Linked DNA regions of Mus musculus: region 1 is linked to region 2. The links are chromatin contacts, called in public Micro-C maps. All regions are on one chromosome and are shown on one strand. The core of a region is the stretch at or near the end of the contact, and the rest is flanking DNA. Distances in the headings are between cores, read along the strand shown. Region 1 overlaps Plxdc2 (plexin domain containing 2). Region 2 overlaps Plxdc2 (plexin domain containing 2).

What was found. Hi-C and Micro-C count contacts between places; a contact is called where the count stands out from the background.
Region 1: a Micro-C map of granulosa cells shows a contact between it and region 2, with 2.3 times the contacts expected there. The contact joins two enhancer-like sites. A contact is called at or near these places in 2 of 484 Hi-C or Micro-C datasets (granulosa cells and uterus) and 1 of 115 datasets of contacts at active chromatin or transcription factors (fibro-adipogenic progenitors).

What each region holds. Positions count from the first base shown.
Region 1 is chr2:16,739,912-16,747,308 of GRCm38.p6, reverse strand. All of the region lies in intron 13 of Plxdc2 (plexin domain containing 2), which reads right to left. Among named protein-coding and RNA genes, the nearest start is that of 4930515L03Rik, 270 kb to the left of the region's middle. Within about 2 kb of position 3,503, at least 5 of the 459 cell types and tissues checked have an H3K27ac peak or open chromatin away from gene starts, as enhancers often do. A contact at or near this core is called in granulosa cells, where this site is marked.
Region 2 is chr2:16,447,597-16,454,095 of GRCm38.p6, reverse strand. The region is part of intron 1 of Plxdc2 (plexin domain containing 2); the gene reads right to left. Among named protein-coding and RNA genes, the nearest start is that of Plxdc2, 95 kb to the right of the region's middle. Within about 2 kb of position 2,560, at least 72 of the 459 cell types and tissues checked have an H3K27ac peak or open chromatin away from gene starts, as enhancers often do. A contact at or near this core is called in granulosa cells, where this site is marked.

The sequences.
Region 1 (7,397 bases), core at 2,254-4,753, 290 kb before region 2:
TCCACAAAGACATGGGCAATGTCATTCTGAGACCACACTATGGTGACTAAGTCATGTGATGTCTTTGGAACTTTTTTTCCTATCTTCAAACTTGTATTCAATGTTTCCTTCAAGAATCTAGGATCTTTATAATTGTCCTGAATTGCTTAGAATCTGGGTAAAGAGAATAATAACAGCAATAATAAAACCTCTGTGTTGTGATTACTGAACTACAACCCATCCTGTTTTGGTTTATTATATAAATCCTAAATATGTAGGAAAGTTACATTCATTGGTATTTACTGAAGTTGTTATTCTGTATCTGTCTGCAGCTGTTCCACTACATGTTTAGAGGAAAATAATAGTTAACTATGACTTTAAGTGGACGAGTAAGTATTTGATCTCATAGAAAAGTCCTTAGTGTTGGTGCTGCAGTGTGAAACATGGACCCAATGGGCTGAGGAGGACATGGACAGAGGAGACTGGAAACCTGGGCACTGATTTGGTCCCATAGTGAACTCACATGTCTGATGACAGTGAAGCAGCCATATAGGGAAGAGATCCTTTGAGCTTCTTCCTTGAGACCCAGGCATTGGCAAATCTATTTTCTTTTAAGAATGGCCAATTCAAAGTATTATAGGAACTGGAAGATACTCCAGGGTCACTTGCTTGTAAAGCAGAATGCATGTTGAAAACCCTATATTCAAACCAGAATGTAGTGTGAATCTATTACAGATAACCAGAGTATAGCACCCTCAGACAGTCAGGTAGCCTTCCATTTAATTTCTGAGAAGTTATGTGATTAATTACATTCAGAAGAAAATATTCACAGTGATTTGTGGCACTTGGGGTAAGTCAGGTAGGCTGAATTCTTAATTACTCCTTCAGCACTAGTAACTGAAGAGTCGTCCAAATCCGTCTCAATGGTCAATGGCGAGATAATTAGTTGATCCACAAACAAACCTGTGGGGTCCATTCAGCTAGCAGTGTGCACAAAACAGTTCCTGGAGACCTGTTCTCAGGGGCACAGAGGACATAGACAGGTCTCTCCGGGCTTAAATAGCCCTGGGAAGGAAAATAATCAGCACTTAGGTTAGCAAAGTGCACAGCAGTCTTTGACAAGCATAAAGTTGAGGTCCTTGTATTTCCTATTGCTTTCCTCTGTGAGTACCTGAAGTGGCAAGTGGTTGGAATCACTCCCAAACACAAGGCTTAGGAAAAGGAAGTGGTGGGTTCTTTGTTATGTTTCCTCATCTGGAAAATGAAAGGAACTGAAGAATAGAGAGGTTGGTTTCTACTTACTCTCCTCTTAAAAACTATTTTCTTTAAATATATAAATTTTACATCCTGATCGAAGTTTCCCCTCCCTACTCCTCTCCCAGTCCTTCCCTCCTTTACCTCCCCCTATCCATTCCTCCTTCCTCTCTCTGTAAAAAAGAGGAGCTCTCCCATGGATATCACCCAGCCTTAGCATATCAAGCTGCAGTAAGACTGGGGCTTCTTCCATTGAGGTTTAAAAAAGGCAGTACAGTGTGGGGAAAGGGTCCCAAAGGCAGGCAACAGGGTCAGAGACAGTCCCTGCTCCTGCTGTTAGGAGTCCCACATGAGGACCAAGCTGCACAACTGCTGTAATTAATTAATTACATATATGCAGAGTGTCTAGGTCAGTGCAATGAACAAAACCTTCTACTTTCCCTTTGTCCTGCTTACAAGATGTGCAGGGGTTAAAATGGTGCAGCACTCGAGAGAAGGATGAATCAATGACTGGTCCAGCTTGAGACCCATGCCATGATAGGGAGCCCACCCCTGACACTATTAATTATATTCTGCTATACTTACTGACAGGAGCCTAGCATAACTGTTATAGAGAGGCCACACCCAGCAACTGATGGAAACAGATGTTGAATATTCTTTTAAAACCTTTTAAGACCATAGTCTCTTTTCAGTAGTACAACCTCACCTGGTGCTCACTGGTCTCCAACAGGCTGACTTCTCTCTCTGTCTCTCTGTCTCTGTCTCTCTCCCTCTCTTTCTTTTTCTTTTTCTTTCTTAAAATATTTTATGATTTCTTTCATTAAGCATGTTTGCAAGCTTTGCATTTAAGTGTTCATGCTTTATTATGAGCCTACTAAACTCAAAGGAACCCATTTTCAGCTGGGTGTGGGAGGCCTAGGAATCAGCATTCCTAGTCATCCCCCAGTACTATGGCTGCTGCACTGTGAGACATCCCTGAAGATTAAGGGTCATGATTCTGGATGGTAACTTAAAGCAAGAACACTGTCTCAAGACAAGGGGAGGAATATGAACTTTAACCCTGTGTACCTAGCACACAGACCAACCAGGGAACTAAACACGCATTTCTTTGATAGCCAAATCGGCTCTTTAACCTTTACCTTTGACTGGGAAAAGGAAGGGTCTATTTTTGTTTTTCATACCTTCAAACATAGTCGTTCACTATTTTCCTTACTTTGTGTTGAGTATTTTTTGGCTTAGTGAGTTACAAGGCTGAAGTTTCAAGACATAACAAACAATTATAAAATGCACCAGTTAACTTTGAATTTCAGATAAACAAGCCACTTTTCAAACTATGTTTAATCCCACAAATTTAAACAAAAATTGACTCATTTTTGTTTGAAATTCAAATATGCTTAAGTGACCTGTATTTTATTTGGCATCCAGCTGTATAAAAATACTGGCCCTGAGTTAAAACCAGTGAAACTTGCCATCTAATTTAAAAATACAAGACTCAGTTTGAGGCAGTATCTTTCTGCCTCATGGATTATAGGTTTTTCTTTCCTTGAAAAAAAAAAAAAAAGAGTAATTTTCTAGAAATGGCCATGAATTGCCAGCAACAGCTCAATACTGAATTCCTCAACATTTTATATATTTCTTGCTTTTCGTACTTTAGTTTTTCTTCATTTGAAAGTTGTCTTTTAGATGATCTAGAAATATGAGCAATAAATACCACTGGCTCAGATACAAATGAGAGTATCCAAAAATATCCATTAACAATGACAAAATCATGCAGCATGTTATTTTTTTCCTTTAAAGCTAATGTATTGAAAGTATAAAGAAAATGAGTTTCCATTGGCTACTAAGTTAAATAGACTTTTCATTTATTTTTTATTTATAATTCTTCCCCTGTTTCTCTGTCTCTGTCTCTCTATGTGTGTGTATGTTCTTTTGAGAGGCCAAAAGAGAGTGAGTGTCATATCCCCTAGGAGCCCCTAGGAGCCCCTAGGAGCTGAAGTTCCAGGGAGCTGTGATATGCCTGGCCTGGGTGCTGAGACCAAACCTAGTCCCTTTGCAAAAGTAGCAAGTGCTCTTAATTGCTAAGTCAGATACTCAATGTGAGGAGGAATGCTTTCAACTCCTACATCTCAAGCACTTAGTGTCTTATTTTCTTTCACTGTGAAGAGGTTTCCAAGCAGACTGAAATTAAAATCCCTTTGAGGGAGGGAAGTCAAAACATAACTGATATTGAGAGGCCGCAGTGACCTCACTTACATGCTCACAAGCAGGGCTCAGGCAAACACGTTTGATAAATGTCCCCCAGAGAGCCAGTGATCAGTGAGCCCGAACACTTCCCACTATCTACTTACTGTTCTTCATCCACATCTATCATTTCCTTCTCTGAAACTGTCTGGGGGATTCCCTCAATCAGGGGTGCCACTTAATTTATCATCTTTACTTATACAGACCATCCATTTCTGTTTATGTCTAGGAAAATGGCCCAGATGCCCATGTGCAGATTAGAAGTCACTTCTTGCCCTGCTCTGCAAGTTCAGATATGTCTAGTGTTTTATCAGTCTCTCTTGATGTACTCTGGAAACACTGTGGTAGCGTCTGTGGATGTATCTTATAGTGTCTATTTTTTCCTACTCTCTCTAGATATCCTAAGGCCCAGGAGACAAGAACTGCTCAACTCTGAAATGTCTACTGCAGTGGAGTACCAAAGACAGTTGATACCAGAAGTGGATTCTTTTTTGTGCGCTTCTGACTATTCCTTCTAGTAATAATCTCAGAAGGACATTGGCTAATATGAAAACTAAAAAATAAAATAAAAATTACTTTTCTAAGTTCTTTTCTGTTGCTGTAATAAAACACTCCAAACACAAAGTGACCTAGGAGATGGAAAAGTCTACCACTGAGAGGCGTGAGAACAGGAACACAAGGTAGGAACTTGAAGGAGAAACCAGAGAGAAATACTGCTCATAAATTTATGCTTAGTTAGCTCTCTTATAGAGTCCAGGACTACCTACCTACAAATGGTGTCACCTGCAATGGGTTGGTCCCTCCTCTATTAATTAATAATCATGAGAGATATATTCAATCTGATTTATGCAATTCCTCGGTAGAGGTTTTCCTCAGATAACTCTAGGTGGTATGTGTCAAATTGACAATTAAGTCAAACTAGAAAAGATTGTCACATAAAATAAGAACACAGAAATCTGAATGTGTATCTTGTGATGCACATTCCTGAAGATTCAGGAACATAAAAGTATATTGCCATGTAAGTGAGCTTCACCAAAATCAGAGGGTGATTTTCCTATATTCTCATACACACAACTGTGACACCAAAAGTTTTCATCTTGAGTCTACAAATTTCATGCAAATGTACAAGGTACTATCTTATGGGCTGAAGATAACTCTGGGCTTAAATCAAGTACCCAGCATCCTAAGTACTCCAAATTCACTCTCTAAATGGATGCTTGTCACAGAGTTACGGACCAAATATACAACTTGGTATTCTAGTATAAGCATCCATGTAGCAGTCCACTTACTTGTGGACAAATAATAAAATTATGCTAAGCTTTTGTTCATATCAACATTGTGATAAGAAAACACAATAGTAGCAAGCTCTACCCTTTAGCAATTAGTTTGGTAAAGTTTTTCCAGCAAAAAAATATTTTTTCCTTACTATGGTTTAGAATTTCTGGCATATAATGCCATTAAAAAGTTAATCTTATTTTAAATTTTACCCAGAAATGGCCCCCTGTAAACAGACAAAACTCCCTCATTACCTGAACCTGGACCCAAACCTTAGTCTACAATAAAATGAAACGGTACAGACAAAAAGACTCATAATGAACGTAGGTGTTGATTTGCAGAACGTTTACTCTATTGTATAGGTTCTATATTCTTGAATGATATGCTACGTTCATGACTTTCTCATTCATTGCCAGACACTTTGATACCCTAACTGGGCATGATGATAATGACTATTAATGAATGCATTCAGTCAGCCAATGAAGTTACCCTTTTCACACATCTATTCAAAACATCTGCTAAACTAGAAGCGTACACACTGTGTTTAGGGAGCCATTCATTTGCATGTCAAAGCTTAAAAAAATGCTAACAAGTAGTGTTATCCCAAACCACAGCAGGAAGAATTCAAAGTGTATAAGATCAAATGCCCACCGAAAACACTCAACATATGCTATGAGTTTCAAGGAAAAGCCTTGCAGTTGAAGTTGACTCAGTAAAGATAGTTCCATGAACAGAATAAGTATACTATAAAGAGTAGCCAGAGTGAAGCTGACCACTGATGAGCTTCATTCTGGCCCTTCTATGTGGGGGAACATTCCTGGTCTTCAGAAACTCTCAGTCCCTGGTTTTGTGTAATTTGATTGTCCTTTTCAATAACTTTAGTAACCTTTTCTATCTCAATGTTTCTTCCAGGATATTTTGAATTTATTCAATCGAACCCCTTTGACATGCACATTAGACCTTATACAACTTCGCCTCAAAGCAGTCAGCCACCTGGGGATCTTAGGATCACACAAACCTAAAATACCCTATATCCTTTGGCACAACAGTGACTATCATTAGTCTCTGCCATTTTCCCAGTCTCTGCCTCACACTCTGTCGGCCTTGGACCATTTTCAATCAATTCACAAGTAGCTCTCTCATCTACATGACAAGCAATTCTAGATAAACTTTCATCATCTTTATAAAAAATTCTTAGCTATTACATTTTTGGATTTCAGATTCTACAGCTATTGTGGAAAGGTCACATACCCAGTTTAGTCCGACCTCAAAGAACATCAGTGCTTAGACTACTGCTTGCTTGTGGCATTCTCACAGTATGCCCAGTAACCAGATATTCAGGTCCCACATTCACCTCCTGCTATCCCCCAATTCTGTACAACTCACTCTATTTTTACTTAGAATTCATGCTTTTTCTTATCTGAAATTTCTTTTGTGTACTTGTTTTCTGTCCAATGCTCTTGTCTCAGCTAGCAGGTGATGTTATCACTTTCTCCTTTGCAAACACTTTGAGACACTCATGCCTTCTCACCTTTCCCCTTTCCCCTCCTCCTCTTACCCTATCCCCTTAATGCAACTTTCCTTAAGCCCACACTGATCCTGCCATCAGGCCCTACCTTCCTCCCTTCTCCTGTGACATGACAGCACTCTATACTACTTCAGAACTTTCCATTTTTCAATTTCCTTATGCAAATTGATGATATATTCACCTGAATTTTATTATTTCTTCTGATTTCAGCTGGTCCTACTTGCATTTCTTCCTTTCCTTATTGTTTCTGTGAAAAGCCTCAATTGAGATTTGGTCATAAACTCAAAGCCAACCTGCGTCTAACCCCTCACTCTCTGTCTTTAAAACTTTGCCTTCTGATTTTTCCACTTCTCTTACTAGAAAATTTAATTACCAAGTTGCGTGGATGTCCTGTATTTACTACTGAGTCCTTTCTTTCTCGCTTTACTAATTGAGAGGTCACTTTCCTTACCACTAAAGAACTGTGGATTTTCCAGATTGCATAACTTGGATTCTCAGTCTATCTGTAACACAGTTTCTGATCTCACTACAGAAACAGTGAATATTCAAAAGAACTGATTGAAAATATTTTCAGACAGACAAAGGAAAACTTAAACTCTATTTTTATCATTCACATGGTTCTTGAATTAACCCCATTCCACATCCTCTGTAAAGACCCAAATTCAGCTCAGAATCCAACCTCACAGAGTCACTGACAGAAGCATCTAACTGCTTTCTAAGGGTTCTTAATGGGCACACATATTTAATTGAGTAATAATTTGTTATCAGACAGGCAATCTACTCAAAAGAAAAGTAATCTGCAGTGGGTTTTGGAAACAATCTGGTTGAATGCTACCCAGTGACTTGGCCAACAGTCAAGACAATGCTACTGTGGTCATAAATGCTCTAGTAAAATCACATGTGAGTTAGTGCCTCTAGCTTCAATGGTATGACGGGCCGAGTTCCTCAAGAAACTGCTTTTATAAAGTTATTGCTGTTGGGAGTACCAATGTGTTTCTAAATCAAGAGAAAGAGCTGGCAGACTTGGTTCTCAGCAGCTTTGACTACAGGGATGGTAAAGGGACAGGCACTCTGTACCCTAAAGTACTTGTGGTTTTTTTTAGTCTGTGTCTTAATCACA
Region 2 (6,499 bases), core at 1,311-3,810:
CTGTCTTTATGACCCACAGACTGTCCACCTAAAGCCCACTTAGCACACCACCGTGTGACTTCTGCCATGTACCAGCAGCTTATAAATTCACTGGTGTGCAGAGACTTCCTGGCCCTCAGCTGCCTGATGGTTCTGATTGAGGAGCAACAAGCCTGGCAGACTTTCCTGCAGGACCTGCTGGCTCACCGTGGCACTTTGATGTTAAATAGAGCTTGCTGGTGTCACCTCCTGAGCTTAAGTGAGTTAGCAGTGTTGGTGGCAGCAGGGCCACAGACGTATTTACACAGCCACCACTTGCAGACCTTTAACTCTGCCCCTGATTTTGAATCCATTTTCTGTCAACTTCTGAAAAGGCATGGAGAGGTAGGAAATACAAAGGCATGGTCATCAGAAGAAGCCATTATTGTATCTCTGCGGGGTGACAATAAAGCATAGCCCAGCATATATTTTCTGCCACCTAAAGCGTAAAGCAAAGCTGAAATCATGAGCTTCGACCCTTCACTGCATCACAGGCAAACACATGGGTACCAATATAATTTTTTAAAAAGTAAATACAGAAACCAGTGGCAGGGGAGCTGACTTAGCACTTTGAAAAAAAAATATTTTATTTATTTCCAGTCCAGTGGCTGCTGCCCTGTCATTCTGCCCTCTCACAGCTCCTCATCCCTTCCTCCTCAGGCTTGCCTGAGGGGTGCTCCCTTCCCACCAGGCCTCCCCTTTCTCTGCAGCCTCAAGTCTCTCAAGGACTAAGCACATCTTCTCCCACTGAGGCCTGATCAGGCCAACCTCTGCTACATATTTGCCAAGGGCCACAAACAAGCCCCTGTATGCTCCTGGTTGGTGGATCAGTCTCAGAGAGCTCCCTGGGGTCTAGGTTAGTCGAGACTGCTGGTCTCCCTATAGGGGTCTCCATTTCAGCTTCTTTAATCCTTCCCCTAATTCAACAATAGGGATCCGGGATTTCAGTCCAATGGTTGGGTGTAAGTGAGCCACTGGTAGGGTCTCTCATGAGGGCCATGTTAGGCTCCTGTATGTAAGTATGTCATAGCAATGGGCTCACAGGACACTTACTACAGAAACAAACCAAGCACTCAAGGAATGACCCAAAAGAGTAGACACTGTTCTGAGCGACACACGTTAGGTTAGAGGGCTTAGCTCATGGAATATGGGGATTTTCTTGAGGGAGCCTTTACATATTCATTCGGGAAAGCAATTCACTGAACACAGATCCCTGAGTATGCTTGGCTAAGCAGTACATTCCTGAGCGTGCTCAGCCTAGGGTCATAATGTAAAAAGGAAGGAAAGTGTATTTAGAGACATGTTTAACCCAAGGTCATTGAGCACTGATTTTAAGATTTAACAAGGTGAACAGGAATGACTCTGAATAAGGACAGCTTACAATATAACGTATTATGTGAATATTAAAAATGGACAGTTCACTTAAATATTAATTAGAAATTTGTTATGAATGATATATACCTTCTTTAGCAGCATATAAAACAGATAATAGAATCTTATCTGTGCCATTAAATGAAATTATTCTATTTGATATACACAAATAATAATTATGCCAAGCCCTCAGGATAGCATAGCTACAAAGAAACAGTATATAAATTCTTTGATACTTTTATGCTTCTACAACTCTGCCAAAAACACTGAGTTGCAGATAGATGCATTAATGTTTTGACAAAATCATCTAGGCAGGGCTGGAGAAGTCACACGGAAGTCAATAGCACCTTTTATTTTTTTCTAGAGAACCAATGTTCAATTCCCTGCACCCACATGATGGATCAAAACCAGCTGTAAAATCATTCCTGGGGTATCTGGTGCCCTCTGCTGGCCTCCATGGGAATTGCATGTGCATAATGTGCTGACATACAGGCAGGTAAAACCACCCCGAAATAGGATAAAATGAATTTTTTTGTTTTGTCTTTTTGTTTGTTTGTTTGTTTGTTTTCCGAGATAGGGTTTCTCTGTATAGCCCTGGCTATCCTGGAACTCACTTTGTAGACCAGGTTGGCCTCGAACTCAGAAATCCACCTGCCTCTGCCTCCCAAGTGCTGGGATTAAAGGCATGCGCCACCACTGCCCGGCGGATAAAATGAATATTAAAATAGCTTAGATAGACATTATCCTGTGTAAGACTTTTCTGATAGTGCATCTAAGAGGATTTCTTAGTCTTATATGATATTTGGGGGTAGACTCTTACTGAGAGTAATCAGCTCAGAAATACATAAATCATGGTCCTCCGCAGCAGAGCTAGTGCTCAACAGCACGCTTTCTTCTGACTACTGACAATCTGCAGCTTCCTGCTCTTAAACAAGAAAAGACTGAACAACTTAGAAAACAACTCAAGGGATTTTCCATACATAAGCCAGAGCATTTGGGATAAGTTGAGAATAAACAATATAGACAGACACAAGATTTCCTTTGAAACCCTGCCTGCCTCAAAAACAAAAGAGTTGAGAAGAGCTTTGCGCTGGAGAGGCTGAAGTCCAGTTGTTTTTTTCAAGCCTCAAGTATGTGAAACACTATGTCTGTTAATAAGGAAATGGTTCCATGAGTCAAGGTCTGAGCTCTCATGGCCTTGAAGCCAGGCCAAGCTGGGAAATTCTGGCACTTTGGATCAACTTTAGGAGCTTTAAAAACATGTTTTAGTTTTTGAATCACTGAGCTGTATTTTATTACAAAATCCCTAAGCGAGGGAGGTACATGCTCAGACATCCCTGAGCAAGGCGCCAATTGTTTACTCTCTGTTCTTGAATGTGTCCATCCAACAAAATTAAGACATCAAGTCCATGTGGTATGATCCATTCAAAACTTTATTAGCAGAAAACACAAACACTGTCGGTCACAAGAGGGGCCGCCTCCGACCACTTCTTCACAGGTGGAGTCCAGGAAGCTCAAATCTAATTGAATGAGGGCTCACAAAGGGAGTTTGCTTCTAATAAACCTTCCCCCTCAGATCCCCAGCACCAGGGCTTGAACAAACAGCAAGTAAATAAAACTATCACTGAAGTGTGTCTAATTGCCTCTATCCCAACACATACATAACTCCGCCCTACTGGAACAGCCCCATAAAGGATAAGTTATGACAAGCTTTTAAACACACTGGCAAACTGTCCCTCAATTCACAGTGAGGCAGCATTAGTTTAGCTCCAGGGACTCTGCTAGCCTGCAGAGTGTCTTTGTGTAAATTAGAATCAGATGTCCTCTGGGTGGGATTTTTACATGCATTGTTGGGACTGCTCCTAGGGCACTGTGCTTGGCACATGGAATGCTGACTGGATTTTAGCTTCTTTCCTTCATTGGCTAGCTGCAGCTTTTTACTGGAAATAGCCCACATTGGCAGTCCTGAGCCAATTCCACTGAAGCTTTTAATGATGGAACACAATCTTAAGAAAAAAAAAAAATCCTTAAGAAGAATGGAGACTCCAAAGAAAGAAAATATAGCTAACAGTGAAGTCCAATGGCAGTGCTTGGTTTTGTGACAAAGCACATCAGACCAGACACTCTGTGAAAGGAAGGGACATCTTTTGTAAATTCTTTTCAGATATATAAATCTAAACCTTCATGTTCCAGAAGAAGAGAGGGACTCATTTTTTAATGATGAGGAAGGTGGCCAACAGAGTAGAAACTGACCTTCTGAACTATATAACTATTCATAGTCTATACTTTGTTAAATGTTCCATTAGTATCTTATGATCATTTTTTTCTATGACATTTAATAATATAATTTTCACAAAGTATCACATCTGAAATTATATTTTTCAATGAATGTCAAAATGTAGACCTCATACATATGTAAGTAAGGCAAATATTCACTGCAATGAAAATAAAAATTAATACATGAGAGTTAGCTACTTTGAACCATTAAGCACTAAAATCTTGTGTTCTAGAAGAGATTTCAAAGGTCAGAACATAGTCCAATGCCTGCAGGGACTTGGAAAATGCCATTAATAAGCATAGAGTGCCATTTGTAAGGAAACCAAGATACTAGCCAGCCATGGATAACCACTGAAGTTAGGCCTCAGTGTCGGTAAAGAATGAAAGTAGAGACAAGAAGAAATGTTGTCTTATTTGAAAGTAAGGATGTTAGGAACTAGGATGAAGCCCACAGCAACGAGATAGCAATGCCAACACTAGTGTGCACTTGAAGTATATGGAGATGCTATAAGATGTGTTTGAATGTCGCTGTGTGTAAAGAGGTCATACATTAATCCCAAGAGTATCTGAAATTACTGCGTGTAAGAAACCTCTGACTTCAAACAAGGCCTTTCTAGTATTAGGATGGAGCTGACGTGCCTTTATTTAGCATTCTTAAGACTACTGCGGCACTCACCCCAGGAGTATGTTATTTAGAATGGCATTCTTGAGCGTTTTAATATGCAGTAACCATACTTCAAGTTTCAATACTGACAGGAAGGAGAGAAAGACAAAACAACCAAGTCTTATGATGCAAAACCAGTATAATCAGACTCAGGTATATATCAAACAGATGACATGTGAAACCTATCATCCTTTAAAAATGACTCATGGAGCATGCCTTTAATCCCAGCACTTGGGAGGCAAAGGCAGGCGGATTTCTGAGTTTGAGGGCCAGCCTGGTCTACAAAGTGAATTCCAGGGCAGCCAGAGCTATACAGAGAAATCCTGTCTCGAAAAAAAAAAAAAAAAAAAAAAAAAAAAAACAAAAGACTCATGGAGAAAACACATACTACTTTCTTTGTCTGTTCTCTGAATTCCTTTTGTTTCTTGTTTATTAGTTGAGTAGATTAATATTCAGCCCAATTTGTTAATTGTTTCCCTTAAAGCAATAGACTATTAATTATAGTCACTGTTATTAGCCAGTTCTAATTCTCCCAAACAGCAGATGTTTTTAAAACAGGCTCACGGTGAGAGTGTCAGTTTAAAATATTCTCTGTCAGCAAGCTGCATTCTTTTAGCAAGTGCCTACATGCAAGATAATGTCCTTTCTTAATAAGGGTTTTGTGCAAATGAAAATGAGCAGAACACTCTAAGTGTAAAAGCTATGCCAATTAATGCCAAAGTGTCTCCTTAGATGGACTTTCATTTCCACTGTTCGGATAAGAATTTTATATACTACATTGATTAAAAAAAGAGTTTTCAAAGGACACTGTTACAAGTAATTAGGATCCTTTATATAGTTATGCTTGATGTCTTTTTTTAGCTTGTATATACACTGAATGATGCAAATAACATTATATTTAATAATGGGCCACTTTAGTATTTTAAGTTTACACTAGTAACATGAAATTTTTCATTTGCTGTCCCAATGCATCAAATGCATTTCATAGCTGACCAGATTGTCCCTAGAGAAGCATCTCACAGAATGTCCAGACACTGTGAAGCACATCCAACTTGATACAATAAAGCCTCTGTACTCCCAAATGCTACGGCATCCTGTGGACATGGCTTTGCTTCTTCACTATGTCACAGTGGCCGTTAGCTTGTGTTCTGCCACTAAGAGCACCACCAATCTTATATATGTCCTTTCAGGAAATATTTGTTTTTTTAAAGAAGATGTTTTAATGATCCACTTACTCCATAAGTACACTATCTTCAGAAGCCTGATTCTAACACTATAGTACAGGAAAGCATCAACTATTTTTATGAATTCTCTTACATGATCCAGGCCAAGCCTCTGTCTCCTGTTTTAAAACTTCTGGTAGCTCAAAGCTTTCTTCAATTAAAAAATAAGCATCATCAATTTGCTCAGTTTGTATTTGATTTATTGATGGCAAAAAAAAAAAAAACTAGTCTATTCAATATTCCTTTTGCTCATTCCTGTTTGCCCTCAGTTTGGTGGTCTTCCTTCTGAATCCCACAGAGAATGTGGTGACTTTAAACTCTACCTACTCGTGAGCCTTTCATCACTCAGGCTGAGGACAAGATCCACCTGCACTTGTTGTTTCCCAACTATTGCTTCAGAGGCAATTAGAATTCCGGGCTCTGCCACAAGCTAGCTATGTTTCGTAAAACATGGGGCTCTTAATCTCTCATAGCCTGATCTGCCTTGAAAAAAGGATCGTTGCTTCATGCAGATTCTCTAAATCCAGCAATAGAACTGCTTCACCCTTCTAAAAATAAAAGTTGTAGCAGTAGTAGTAGTAGTAGTAGTAGTAGTAGCAGCAGCAGCAGCAGCAGCAGCAGTAGAAAATGATAATAGACAGCATCTATCTTAGGAAGAGGCTCAGGTTAACCAACAGCTAAACTGGAGGATGAGAATTTAATTTCTCCATCTAAAGGCACTGATGTTATCACTGTATTGGACATCTGCAATTGGAAAGGAGGAAAGAAACACTTTATTTAGACCATTTATGGCCAGAGAGAAGCACAGGGTACTTGCCATCAGTCACCAGCACAGGGGACAATGAACTGTGCAGAACCGGCTCCTGCTTTACCGTGGTGGTCACAAGCAGAGCAGGGAGGGAGGCTGAGCTTTTCCGTTGCTCTCCCTGCTTCTACTTTATGTGCT